Linked DNA regions of Mus musculus: all the other regions are linked to region 3. Evidence: chromatin contacts called from public HiChIP or PLAC-seq data. All regions are on one chromosome and are shown on one strand. The core of a region is the stretch at or near the end of the contact, and the rest is flanking DNA. Distances in the headings are between cores, read along the strand shown. Region 1 holds the start of Pou6f1 (POU domain, class 6, transcription factor 1). Region 2 holds the start of C1ql4 (complement component 1, q subcomponent-like 4). Region 3 holds the start of 2310068J16Rik (RIKEN cDNA 2310068J16 gene).

What was found. HiChIP or PLAC-seq counts read pairs in DNA pulled down with a chosen protein or histone mark.
Region 1: an H3K27ac HiChIP or PLAC-seq map of extraembryonic endoderm stem cells shows a contact between it and region 3, with 4 times the contacts expected there. The contact joins the promoter of Pou6f1 here to the promoter of 2310068J16Rik in region 3. A contact is called at or near these places in 2 of 39 promoter capture datasets (cranial neural crest and hippocampal neurons) and 2 of 115 datasets of contacts at active chromatin or transcription factors (epiblast stem cells and extraembryonic endoderm stem cells).
Region 2: an H3K4me3 HiChIP or PLAC-seq map of stem cell-derived neural progenitor cells shows a contact between it and region 3, with 4 times the contacts expected there. The contact joins the promoter of C1ql4 here to the promoter of 2310068J16Rik in region 3. A contact is called at or near these places in 3 of 39 promoter capture datasets (hippocampal neurons and liver) and 1 of 115 datasets of contacts at active chromatin or transcription factors (stem cell-derived neural progenitor cells).

Annotation. Positions count from the first base shown.
Region 1 is chr15:100,597,167-100,601,267 of GRCm38.p6, forward strand. Pou6f1 (POU domain, class 6, transcription factor 1) reads right to left here and starts at 2,818. Exons shown (of 11, transcript NM_001304965.1): 1 at 2,597-2,818.
Region 2 is chr15:99,085,638-99,089,683 of GRCm38.p6, forward strand. It overlaps C1ql4 (complement component 1, q subcomponent-like 4), which reads right to left and starts at 2,091. Exons shown (of 2, transcript NM_001024702.1): 1 at 1,555-2,091. The coding sequence starts at 2,091.
Region 3 is chr15:99,971,145-99,975,307 of GRCm38.p6, forward strand. It overlaps 2310068J16Rik (RIKEN cDNA 2310068J16 gene), which reads right to left and starts at 2,143. Exons shown (of 1, transcript NR_028124.1): 1 at 1,023-2,143. Larp4 (La ribonucleoprotein domain family, member 4) reads left to right here and starts at 1,636. Exons shown (of 16, transcript NM_001024526.2): 1 at 1,636-1,839. The coding sequence starts at 1,822.

The DNA of each region.
Region 1 (4,101 bases), core at 1,568-4,067, 630 kb after region 3:
GCTGGCCTTGAACTCCCAGAGATCCACCTGCTTCTGCCTCTCCAGTACTGGGATGAAAGGCCTGCACCACTGCCTAGCCTTTTTTTTTTTTAATTTTTTATTAGGTATTTTCCTCGTTTACATTTCCAATGCTATCCCAAAAGTCCCCCATACCCACCCCACCCCCACTCCCCTACCCCCCACTCCCCCTTTTTGGCCCTGGCATTCCCCTGTACTGGGGCATATAAAGTTTGCAAGTCCAATGGGCCTCTCTTTCCAGTGATGGCCTTTTTTTTTTTTTTTTTAAACAGACTTTTTCCCTTGAAGCAGAGAACCTTTAGAAGATACATTTCTTTCTTTTCCTTGATTATTTCTTGAATTTTCACTTTTGGGGTTTGAATTCACCCTTGTGCATGCTAGGTAAGTGTTGTACCATTGCATACCACATATAACAGCGATTTCTTCTGATTTGTGACATGTATCTTGTCCTCCATCATCAGGGTGTGCCTGTGTGAGCTGTGACTGATGGACAGATGGATATAATACTCTCTCTCCTGAGCTCTGGGCCCAGATTATTTTCTTCCTTTCCTTTTTTTTTTTTTTTTTTTTTTGTTTGTTTGTTATGTTTTTCGGTTTGTTTTAGGGGATCAGAGGTTCTTTGTATATAGACCAGGCTGGCCTCAAACTCAGAGATCCACCTGCTTCTGCCTCTGAAGTGCTGGGATCAAAGATGTGTGCCACCACCGCCTGGCTTCTTTCTTTGCTTCTTCTTCTTCTTCTTCTTCTTCTTCTTCTTCTTCTTCTTCTTCTTCTTCTTCTTCTTCTTCTTCTTCTTCTTCTTCTTCTTCTTCTTCCTCCTCTTCTTCTTCTTCTTCTTCTTCTTCTTCTTCTTCTTCTTCTTCTTCTTCTTCTTCTTCTTCTTCTTCTCCTCCTCCTCCTCCTCCTCCTCCTCCTCCTCCTCCTCCTCCTCCTCCTCCTCTTCTTCTTCTTCTTCTTCTTCTTCTTCTTCTTCTTCTTCTTCTTCTTCTTCTTCTTCTCTTCCTCCTCCTCCTTCCCCCTTCTCCTTCCTCTTGACATTTATTACTTAGTGTGTGTGTCTGTGTGTGTGGGGGGCGCACCCGAGTGCCATGGTGCACTCACATAGCTTGTGTTCGAAGAGCAGACAACTTGCAGGAGTTTGTTCTCTACTTCTCAAGGTTCAAGGGCCACACTTAAGAGTGTCAGGCTTGGCAGCCAATGCCTTTACCTGCTGCTGAGCCATCAAACCGCAAGTGCCCCTTTTTGTTTTACATTTATAGAAATGGGTGTTTGGCTTGGGGTTTTGTTTTGTTTGCCTTGAGTTTTTAAGGCCCAGTCTCACTATCAAGCTTTAGTCTTTGATCCTCCGGCTGCAGTTTCACACCTGGCTGCTGGGGTTACAGCTGTGCATCAACAGTTTTACTTTTCTTAGTTGCCAAATAGTTAGTGCCTCTAGGAAGAAACAGAAACCAGCGTGTCTTCTCTGTTTCTCTCTCTCTGGCTTTACCTGATCTGATTTTTTTTTTTTTGTTTTTTTCCGAGTTTGTTTGTCTTGCTCCTTCCAGGACAGGTGGGGCTTTGTCTGAGTGCGGCTCTCGCACACTGATTTTTTTTTATTGAAGTACCATAGAAGGAATGAATGTGATTCTGCTTTACATATGTAAAGAGGCCCCCGAGTCACAGAAATATCCTGCTCACAAACTTCAATCAAAACGGAATACACGCCCAGCATGCCGGTTTGCAGTGTTGACTGTCGTAGATTACCAAAGCGACGGGTATATATGCATGGAACTGGGGGCCCCGCCTTCTATTTTGTGAGCAAGGAATGCCAGGGAGCCAACAGGCTACAGTCTCTGTGTCTGCTAGGAGCTTCCTGTCTTTGGCCTAGGGAAGCTTTTGAGCAGGCTTTCATTTTCTCCTGCCCAGCTGCAGCGACTACTCTGTAAAGGTTTCAGGCTTCCCACCCAAGCCCGAGGAGGCGATCTTAGCGCTGAAGTGGCTTAGAAGCCACTCTGGAGATCCCTCAGCCTTGCCAGGTGCAAATGTCCCGGGAGGAGATAGTGGGCCCGTTTTATGACATTATTAATACTAATACTGTCATTAAATATTTATGAAGTGCTCACGCTCTGATCGACGGTGACCCTCCCACCATTCCCCCATCCTTCCAGTGACAGCGAGGTCTCTGCCCCCCAGAGTCCCACCAGCCCTTTCTCCGGAGTAGCGGTGACAGGTCGCCAGGGAACCCAAGCGTCCCGGGATCCAGGACTCTACGTGCCTCTCCCCGACACCCCGCCCCCCACCAGGGCAGGGCGTCCACCCAAGCGGCCGCCCCTCCTCGAGTGTCCGCGGGGACCGGAGACCAGGGTGCGGCCCGGGGTCTGCGGCCCCAGGTGGGCAGAGCGCGGCCCTCGACTCCCAGAGCTCCAGCCTCCGGGGCCGCAGCCCGCCGCCCCGGCCCCGCGCCTTTTTCTCTCTTTATCATAAATATATAAATTATGCTAATTACGGGCATTGCATATTAACCAAATTCGAAACCTCCCCTGCCCGGCCCCCTCCCCCTCCGTGCAAAGCCCTCCCCGCCCCGGACCCCGCTACTCACCGGAGCCCGAAGCCCAGCCTCCCGCTCCCCGGCTGCCCAGCGGCCACCGGCTAGACACTCATCCCCCAGCCCGGGCCAGGGGGCCGCGGCCGGGGCGGCCGCCCGCAGACAAAGAAGCCGGAGCGGCTCGGCCCGGCTCGCTCGGCCCGGAGCCACTCGGGACCCGCCGCCCCCTGAGCCCCCCGCCGGGGCTGGCAGAGCGGAGCGGCGGTGGGTTGCGGGCCACGCACGGGCCGGGACGCCGGGGGCGGGGGCGGCCAGGTGCAGTCCCCTCCTCGCCCCCTCCTCCCTCCCCCCCTTTCCCTCCTTCTGCTACTTGGATTTTTTTAGCTGCTGCGTCATGAGCATAATTTATGCAAAGCGCTTTGCCGCATGCTGCACCTCCCGCGCCAGCCGCCGGGGGCGGCGGTCAGGAAAAGGAGGGGGGGTCTGGGAAGCTGCGAGCTGCGCGTGGGGGTGGGTAGGAACCCCAGGCCTCGCGGGGACTGGGACCCAGGGCCTGTGGGGCCGCTTGACTCAGCCCCCTTGGAGAGCAGGACTGGAGTCTCGATAGGGGACCCCGTGTCGCCTTCCCTTCAGCCGAGGATTGAGCAGTGACAACCGTGACTCTCTGGTGGTCAACTGCCCTTCTCAACGGCCAACCTCAAGTTCACGTCTGTCCTCTAGGCCGTAAAGGAGAGGGAACTCGGACGTCACTAAGGCTCAGGGTCTCCGGAGCAGCTGTGCACATCCCAGAGGGACCAGGGTCCCGGACGCTCTGCTGAGCTAGCTCGCTTTCCCACCTTCAGGAGGGGCGGGGTCCCACCTGCAGCCTGCGGGCTAGTCAAGCAGCACACGAAGGTGTGAAAAGAAAGGCAAAGTTTGACGCGATGGAGAAAAACAAGCCACTGTTTTGGGGACCGTGATGGTGGGGAGGGTTTGTTATATCTACTGACTTTTGAAGGTAGAGGGAGACTCAGAGGCCGATTAGGGGCCAGGGGAACGAAGGTTTGGGACATAATGGACAAAAGAAGGAAGACCAGGAGAGCGAGAAAGAATGAAGGGAGTCACCAGAGAAGAGCGTTATCAACGCAGCCAAGTGGATTCCCAACAGTGTTTCCCTCTTCGCCCTCACCCCACACCCGTGCTTCCGTGGTCTAGGATGATCTCGGTAGGCCGTGCAGAAGCAGCAATAGGAGAAATGATGAACTGTAGAGCCCTTGCCAGACAGTCCCTTAAACGTCTCCAGTGGAAGCACACACTCAGGAGGAGAGGGGAGCAGCATCGGCTGGGTTTGACCAACAGGTACACTCCAGGCTGCCTGCATCATGCTGGCTACTGGTGCCGCAGAGCTGGGCTGTCCGCTGTTTTCCTGGGGCCATGGAGGAGGCACTGCGGGTGAGACTAACTAAAGGGTCAAGAACCAGAAAGCTTGGGGTTTTATCCCAGCGCGTCCATCCATTTGCGGTCTAGGCAAACGATACAGTTTAGTTTTACAAACAGAGGTAGCCTGAGCCGGGCACCGT
Region 2 (4,046 bases), core at 841-3,340, 890 kb before region 3:
TCACCTGGTCCCCTACCATGTGAGGGACTGCCTTTGGTCTCTGATCTCTGGTCTGCAGCAGTCACACCACCAGCCCCTTCCCCCAGTTTCCATCCCATCGGGACTGGTTATTAAATCATTAATTATTCATCATTATTCTAATCATTATTTACCATTCCCAGGCCCGCAGTGTTGGCTCCATGGAATACAGAATGGGAGCTTGCACCGCACCACCCCCTCTAAAACCGCCACACTCCACCCTGATTCCTGGCACAGACTGAGTCTACCTACTTGATGCCACGAGAAGGAAGACACCAAGCTCTGCTCACACTCTGGCATTCCACGGTCACAGAGACACTTGGATCCTGTGGACACTCACTCCCTTGCAAACACTATCAACCCCATAAAGACTTGCATAGCCTGGCAACTCCCTTTCCTCACCCTCCGGTGGGAAGGCTTGCTAGGAACAGACCCCGAAACTGAAGCAGAAGGTGGGCTGGGCGGTGTCCTCTTGGGGTCCGAGAGCTTTTCAGCAATCTAGCAGGGCTCAAGGCTTAAGGCTTAAGGGATCCTGAGCAGTAGGCCTGATGCACCAGGGCCCCACCCCTCCCATGGAACATTCAAAGGTCACTGTTCAGTCCAAACCTTCTTCATCCTGCAGAGTACAGGCAGCTCTCTCCACTCAGCCCTATGGCATCTTGCTTGTTCAAATATGTGGGTCTTTGGGGGTGCTATCCCCTCAAATCTTAGGTGGCAATGCTTTTTGACTCCCCACTGGGGCAACACCTAGAGGAATCTGAGAGGTTCCCAGGGTGGGCTTAGGCCCCAAAGACCAGGCCTCCCTTCTTCCTGTCCATTGTCTCCTAGCTTTTCCAAATCCAATCTGGTTTACCCCACCACTTATATAGCCCCTGGAGCCAGAGACCCTTGTCCACATCTGCCTACACAATCAGTATTAACTGGGAGGAAAGCTTGGTCTAGGTTTGGCTCCAGGTCCTGGGGATAAACAAATAAGATCTAGTAGAGAGGCCAGTTAGTGTTTTCTCCCCTCCACCCCCTTTCACTTCTCTTTGAAAATTCAAGCTGAATGACTTCCCCTGGGGGGAGACTGCCACTACCCAAAACAAGAGATCCCATTCCATTCCCTGAAACCAGGTTCTCTAATAGCTTGTTCCATGCCAGGGCCAGGAAACCCACTGACTGGGAAGACCACCCCAATAGAGAGGGCAGCTCAAGGAAGAAAGAAAGAAGAAGCTATGGGCTGGGGAAGGTGCCACGGACATTTGATTTGGCAGGCTACAGTCGGAGGTTGGAGCGTGGAGGTTGGGGCCTTTGAGTCCTGAGTTCTAGCTCTGACCTCAGCCTACTGTCCTGTCAGGTGATTTTCTTTTCCAGACGCCCCCCCCCCCAATTCCTCCTCTTTGACTAAATTGAGTGACATTAGAAGTTTGGTAACCTTGCCAGTCTTGGATACCCTGATAGTGTTTCAGGGGAGAAGCTGGATTGTGAGCTGAGCGCGGGGAGTTTTAGGAAGTCATTAGCAGGATCTGGGGCTAAGTAGAGGGGCAACCTCACCTGTCCGTTCTTCATCAGATCGGCCCACATGCTGGTACCGTCACCGCCTCGCATGAGCACATGGTAAGCGAAGAAATAGACTCCTGGCATGGGGCAGGTGAACTTGCCGCTGGCTGCCTCGTAAGCGTTGCCCACGTTGGTCACCACGTCGTCAAAGCGCAACACTTCATAACCCTCGTGAGGCCGCCTTAGACCCGCGTAGAAGGCAATTCGGGGTACATAGCCGGCAGGGGGCGCTGCCCCTCCAGGGCCTGGGCCAGGAGGACCTGGGGGTCCTGGCCTGCCTGGCTCTCCAGGGGGCCCTCTGGGACCTGGGGGTCCTGGTGGCCCCCGCAGGCCTGCCTTCCCTCGCCGCCCCACCTCTCCCTTGGCACCTGGAGGTAAGGAAGGCACCGAGGCGGGCGCGCCGTCGGGGCCTTGGCCTCGGGATGCGTGGGGGTCACACACCATGCGACAGCGACCTAGCATCTCATAGTGTGTTGGTCCGCGAGAGCTGTGCACCAGTAGCGGGATGGCTACCAGCAGCAGCAGCACCATGGCCACCCCGACGGCTGCGCCCGCCACCCGCTTGCGGCGGCTCAGCCGTGACGCGGCCAGGGCCAGCAAATCCTCCTCACTTTTGGGCGCAATGGTGGCGGGGGCCCGGGGCTCTCCGCGGGCTCGGGCCCCGGTCTGGATCTCCCGACGGCTGTGCCGGACCACCTTGCCGCGGCGAATTCCTTCTGTGACAGCAGTGCTGTTCCCCAAACCGCCTGTCAGGGTGGCGATCTCCCCGTGAGCTGGGCCAAGGACAGCCCTTGAGGGTTCAGAACCTACAGTCTGATATTACCCTCGGGTGCAGTTCTAATGATTCAGGGCGCCTGAAACCTGCAGCTTCTTGGACGGCTGGTTTCTCACAGGTCTAAGATGCCACCTCTCCAGACAGTTGCTTTCTTGCGGACAGCTGTGCCTGGTCCCGGGCTCCCCTCGCTGATTTCTCCCGGCTAGACCGGGGACCTCTCCCCGCTCTCCCGACGTCCCAGGCTCTGAGCTGGCGCGGGAGGTGAGGTGGGGGGCTCTCTCTGGACGCGACCTCGTCAGAGATTTTGCACTCTAGCTCGTGGAAAGCACTACCTGCCTCCTACGGCCGCGGTGGCCGCAGCCCTCATCAGAGCCCTAGCCAGGCGTCCCTCTCCAGCAAGCGCTCTCCCTCTCTGCGTCCCTAACCTTCCTCCCTGGCAGCAGTGCGGGTGGTGTGAGTCGCTGCGCGGCAGGAGCCACTATAAGCGGCCGCAGGCGGAGCGACCCCTGGCGCCCAGAGCGGGAAGCACGGGGGCGGGGCAGGCCGCGCCATCTCCCCCCACCTCTCCGCCGAGCCCCGGGCCTCCAGGTTCCCTGCCTGCTCCCAGGGCTCTGCAGCGATTCTCAGCCCTCACCGTATGTATCCTCACTTTCACCCTGTAGCTGGAGTTTGGTATTCTCAGCGCTTAAAGGAAGATAAACACAGTGATGGGGTAAACAGGGGTCAGGCTACAATATACGTATAAAACCTCAGAGGGGGAATGCAGAGCTAAACAAGGGGCAAGGGGGACTCATATATAACAAACAGAAAACAGAAATAAATAGCAATTCGCCATCACACGTCCCTCGGTGCCCCCAACCAAATACAGAACATGGCAAAGGGCTCAATCGGTACTTGTTGACCAGTCTGGGAAAAGGCAAATCTGTCATTCCCACCCTGGCCTCTATGAATTTGGGGGGGGGGGTGTCTCATAGCACATAGCAGCAGAAGCAGCAGAGAGAAATGAAAGGAGAGAGAGAGAGAGAGAGAGAGAGAGAAACTAGGGAATGAGCAGGAAACGGACAGCCGAGAAATCAGAGACAGAAACAGAGACAGAGAGACAAAGCTTCGAAAAGAGACTGACAGACGGCCCCAGAGCGGGAGAGGGAGAGACAGAGACAGAGAGAGAGAGAAGGGAGCCCAGACAGGTTGACAGATCGAGAGAGAAATGTAAATGGCGCGCTGCAGAGAGACACCCAGGTCCGTGTTCGGACTCCAATGTGACATATCAACTGTGAAGAAGACGCGGGGGCGGGGCAGCTCTGCAAGCGGAGCGGTAGGCTATGGGTCTGTGTTTTGTGACAGTGCTGGATACTGGGTGTGTGGTGGGATGGGCCATACGATCCTGGCCTTGCTGTCCCTGGGTGAGTAGGACTGTGGATTGTGGGCTGTCTTTGTGTACCCATGTGAGGCTGCTTGAAGAGGGTGTTTGTATGTCTCTGTCTTAGTACTGAAATCCAGGACCCACAGAAGCCAGCTATCCTGTCTGAGGACTGAAGCCCATGGAGCCTGGTGAGAAAGTCAGAAAGCTAATCTCACTTGCTCTGCCCAGACTGGTACAGCCTCTGTCTTGCCCCAGACCAGTCTTCATCGGCCCCAGTCTGGGCTCCTTTTGGCCTCCCCAACTGTTTATTAACTAGAGAAAAATCTAGAAAAATCAGGCCCCAGATAA
Region 3 (4,163 bases), core at 893-3,392:
TTAAGAAAAAGAAAGTTGGGGCTGGGTGTAGTGGTGCATACCTTAATCCCATCACTGAGCAGGTACAGGCAGGAGGATCTCTGAGCTTGAGGTCAACCTGGTCTACAAAGTGAGTTCCTGGACAGCCAGGAATACACAGAAAGATGTTGTCATGGGGAGGTAGACTTGTGGGGAGGGGAAGGGAGAAAGTAAGCAAAAGAAACAGAAAGGAAAGAATTGAAAGGTTAGGCCTGCAGAGATGGTCTAACCTTTTTTGTTAAGAGCACTGGTTGCTTTTGTTGAGGACTCAGGTTCAGTTCCCAGGCATGCAGGAGGGAGCATATACATGCCTGCAGGCAAAGAGCCATATGTATAGAATGAAAATAAATTTTTAAGAAAGATAAAGAGGGCTGGGCATGGTGGCACACACCTTTAATCTCAGCACTCGGTGGGGGTGGGGGTGGGGGTGCACAGGCAGGCGGATTTCTGAGTTCTAGGCCAGCCAGGTCCACAAAGTGAGTTCTAGGACAGCCAAGATCTACACAGAGAAACCCTGTCTCAAAGTGGGGAAAAAAAAAAAAAAAAAAAACAAGAAAACAAGCAAGAGTTGATGAAATGAAAACATCACTTTAAGGTGTTGTTCCAGCATTCAGGTGGCAGATAGGTAGATCTCTGTGAGTTCAAGCCAGCCTGGTCTACAAAGTGAGTTCCGGGAACAACCTAGTCTACACAGAAACCCTGTCTCAAAAAAACGGAAACACACACACACACAAATATATATATGTAAATTTTTTATTTTTTTGTTTTTTTTGAGACAGAGTTTCTCTGTGTAGCCCTGGCTGTCCTGGAACTCCCTCTGTAGACCATGCTGGCCTTGAATTCAGAAATCCGCTTGCCTCTGCCTCCCAAGTACTGGGATTAAAGGCGTGTGCCACCACGCCCGGCTCATGTTTTTTTAAATTAAAAAAAAAAAAAGTGTTTGAAACTGGAGCAATAGAGACTGGTAGAGGAAGAATAACTCTAGTAAAAATAATTAAATATTTGTATACTATTTTATTTGACTATGAAAACATAATAAAGAAGAGATCTAGGCTAATTATTTTTAGTAGAGCATTAAGCATCACAGCGGAGCATCATTATGTTAATGAGACCTGATTCCGAGGGGCTTGGGCTAAAGTTTTATCAAAGTTGTAGCGAAAGGAATCTGACTGTTCCAGCACTCCTCCAACAATACATTCATAGGGTCTTAAGATTAACTTATGCAAAATGCTTAGTAAAGTACAAGCACTGAGTAGCTGAAGAGTATCTTAGCTCCCTCTTCAGCTTTTTTTTTTTTTTTTCTAATGAGGGGCGGGAGGAGCCAGTACGTCATCAGCAGGGGCGGGTGCACTCGGTCGCTTTTTAATCGGACCTAGGTTTTTAACCACGAATCTGCGCAAGGGTTAGCAGTGCGGTGTCAGCTTTTTGGTAGAAAGTACAAATGCTTTAGTGAGCGTTTTGCACAGCCCGGCGCGGCCTCCCGGGCGTCGACCCACACGCGACACGTACCACACACTTTCGCCTTCGCCGCCACAGACGAGCCTGCCGGAGCGAAGCACGCACAGGGGCGGGCAGGCCCTCCGCCCCCGGAAGCAGTTTTCCTCCAGAACCGGAAACAGTTGTTGCTTCCCGGGAGGAGGGACTGGGCGGGTCAGGGCGCAGCGGCTGACGGCGGGGGAGGAGCCGGGTCCACTGCCGGGTGGAGGGGCAAGGCGAGTGTCCTTATCCTACCGACCGGGGCCCGGGCCTGGGAGCCAGTTGGAGTCGCGGCAGCGTGAACGATCGGGCCGAGCGGAAGCAGACATGTTGCTCTTCGTTGAGGTGAGTGGCTCGGGTCGCCCGGTCGGGCTCTGAGAAGAGCCGGAGTGTTCGGGGCGCGGGCCGGTCCCACCGCCATGTGACTTTCCAGGCCGTCCACGCCGCGGAGCCCGACGAGAGGCTGACACAGCACCTGGGCCGTGCAGGCCGTGCAGCCCCGCTGTGCCCTCCGCAGGCCCGAGGAGCCTGTGTGGGTCGAGGCCCCCGGCGGCAGGGAAAGGGAAGGCGGCGCGTCGGGGGCTGGGCTGAGGTGGCGTGAGGAGCCGAGGGAGCCGAGGGTGTCCCATATGGAGCTCCTGAAGGAGGCGAGCGGGCGGGCGGGCGGCGGGGGCGGAGCCTGCGGAGAAAGGGCGATCAGGTGGGCGCGCTGGGGGTGAGCGAGGCCTCGCGGGGCCGCCTGGGACGGAGCGAGCAACATGTGGGAGCGCGGGAGAAGGGGAACTGCGGGCGCGGTGGGGTTTTGTCTCGCTAACTGGGGAGGGGCGTGTTGTTGTTGTTTTTTTTTTTTTTTAAGAGAGTAGAAAGCTCGCCCGCTCCCCCCACCTCCGGACCCCCCAAGCTGCACCAAAATTTTGTTGGGTTGCGTCCGCCGGCTCTGGAACGTTCGAGGGGGGTGCGGGGGGAGAAAGCGAGCTGGTGCGAACGGCGAAGCCCCACAGGGGTCGGAAGCCTTGAAAGGCACCGCTCTGACCTTTTGTAAAAGTTACTCGGGCTGCGGCTGCGTGGTGCGGGTTGATTCCGCGAACCTGTTCGGGGCCAGTTACAAGGAAAATTGCAAAGGAGGAGAGAAACTTAGGTGAAGCCGGGGTTTTGTGGTGGTGTTGGATCGGTGGAAATACCGTTTCTATTGGACCGTCTACCGTCCGCCTGTTTGAGATTTCAAGGTAGTGATTACCTGTCTTAGACAAATAATGAAGTTTAATTTCTCTCGTTTCTGCCCGGTTGTGTTGAGTGAGCATCAGCTGACTGCCTGGCAAATGCTTTGAGTAGATTCCAGATCATATTGTTCTTACATTGTGAAAACGTCAATCCAGCAAAGCTGCAACTTTGCAACTTGGCATTTGTTAACTATGCCCATAAAAAGAATCTTTTCATGAGAGACGGAATCACAGGTTGTATAATGGACTTGGAAGATGGGGCTAACTTAGGGGCAAAGAGTGTTCAGAGTGGTGGTGGGAGAATCTTAGGGTAGTCTGGCATAAAGTAAATAAGCAATTCTTATTTTTCATTGTGTATATTCGTTGTACTTGGTATTGTGTTACATAAGGACATTTTCACACAAACACGTGTATTGTATATTAAGCAAATAACTGCTTATATCTTCTATACTCATTTTCCCTCATTACTGATCTACCTTTCAGTTGATAAGTTTGGGATCCTAAAAATTAGGCGTTAAAGACGCTTAATTAATGTATGCTGAAGGTCAGTAGTATGTATTCATTTGGATATTTGAAACAGTCCACTAAAAATTTCGAACAGTGGACTCAATCTTTCTGTTTATTTTGTTGTTATTAATTTAAGTTCACCTTGGTTTTGAAAAGGACAAGAAATCAGGTTTTATTGTAAGCAGGGCTTAGTTTCCTTTTTAGGAATTACCATGCCGTGCAAATATTGTTCACCCCACCCCCGGAGACAGGGTTTTTTCTTTGTAGCCCTGGCTTACCTGGCACTCCTCTTTAGACCAGACTGGCCTCAAACCCAGAGATCTGACTGCCTCTGCTTCCTGAGCCCTGGGATAAAAGGCATATTTCCAAGTTTAGACATAGTATATGCCTTTACCTCCCAGAGTGCACCTCTACTCCTGGCTCTGCTAATGAATTATTATTGTATTTTCCACCAAACTACTATGTAAATTTAGTTAATATGCTCATTAGTCACTCAGTTCATCATTTTCTCATATGTAGTTTATTGAAAATTAATGTTTTGAAATATATTAAAACCAGTTAGAATTCAGGGGGGGGGGTGGTACACATCTTTAATTCCAGCACTTGGGAGGCAGAGGCAGGTTGGTTAGGCCATCCTGGTGAACAGATCCAATTCCAGGACAGCCAGGGCTACACAGAGAAACCATGTCTTGAAAAACCAACCAAAACAAAAAACCCTGATTTGTCTAACATATCAACAATTTTACAATATTTTGATAATGGTAATTGATTTACTTTGTGATCTTACACATTTCTTGCTTCTTTCTTTTTTTGTTTTTTGTTTTTTGAGACAGGGTTTCTTTGTATAGCCCTGGCTGTCCTGGAACTCACTTTTGTAGACCAGGCTGGCCTCAAACTCAGAAATCCCCCTGCCTTACTGGGATTTGAACTCAGGACCCTTGG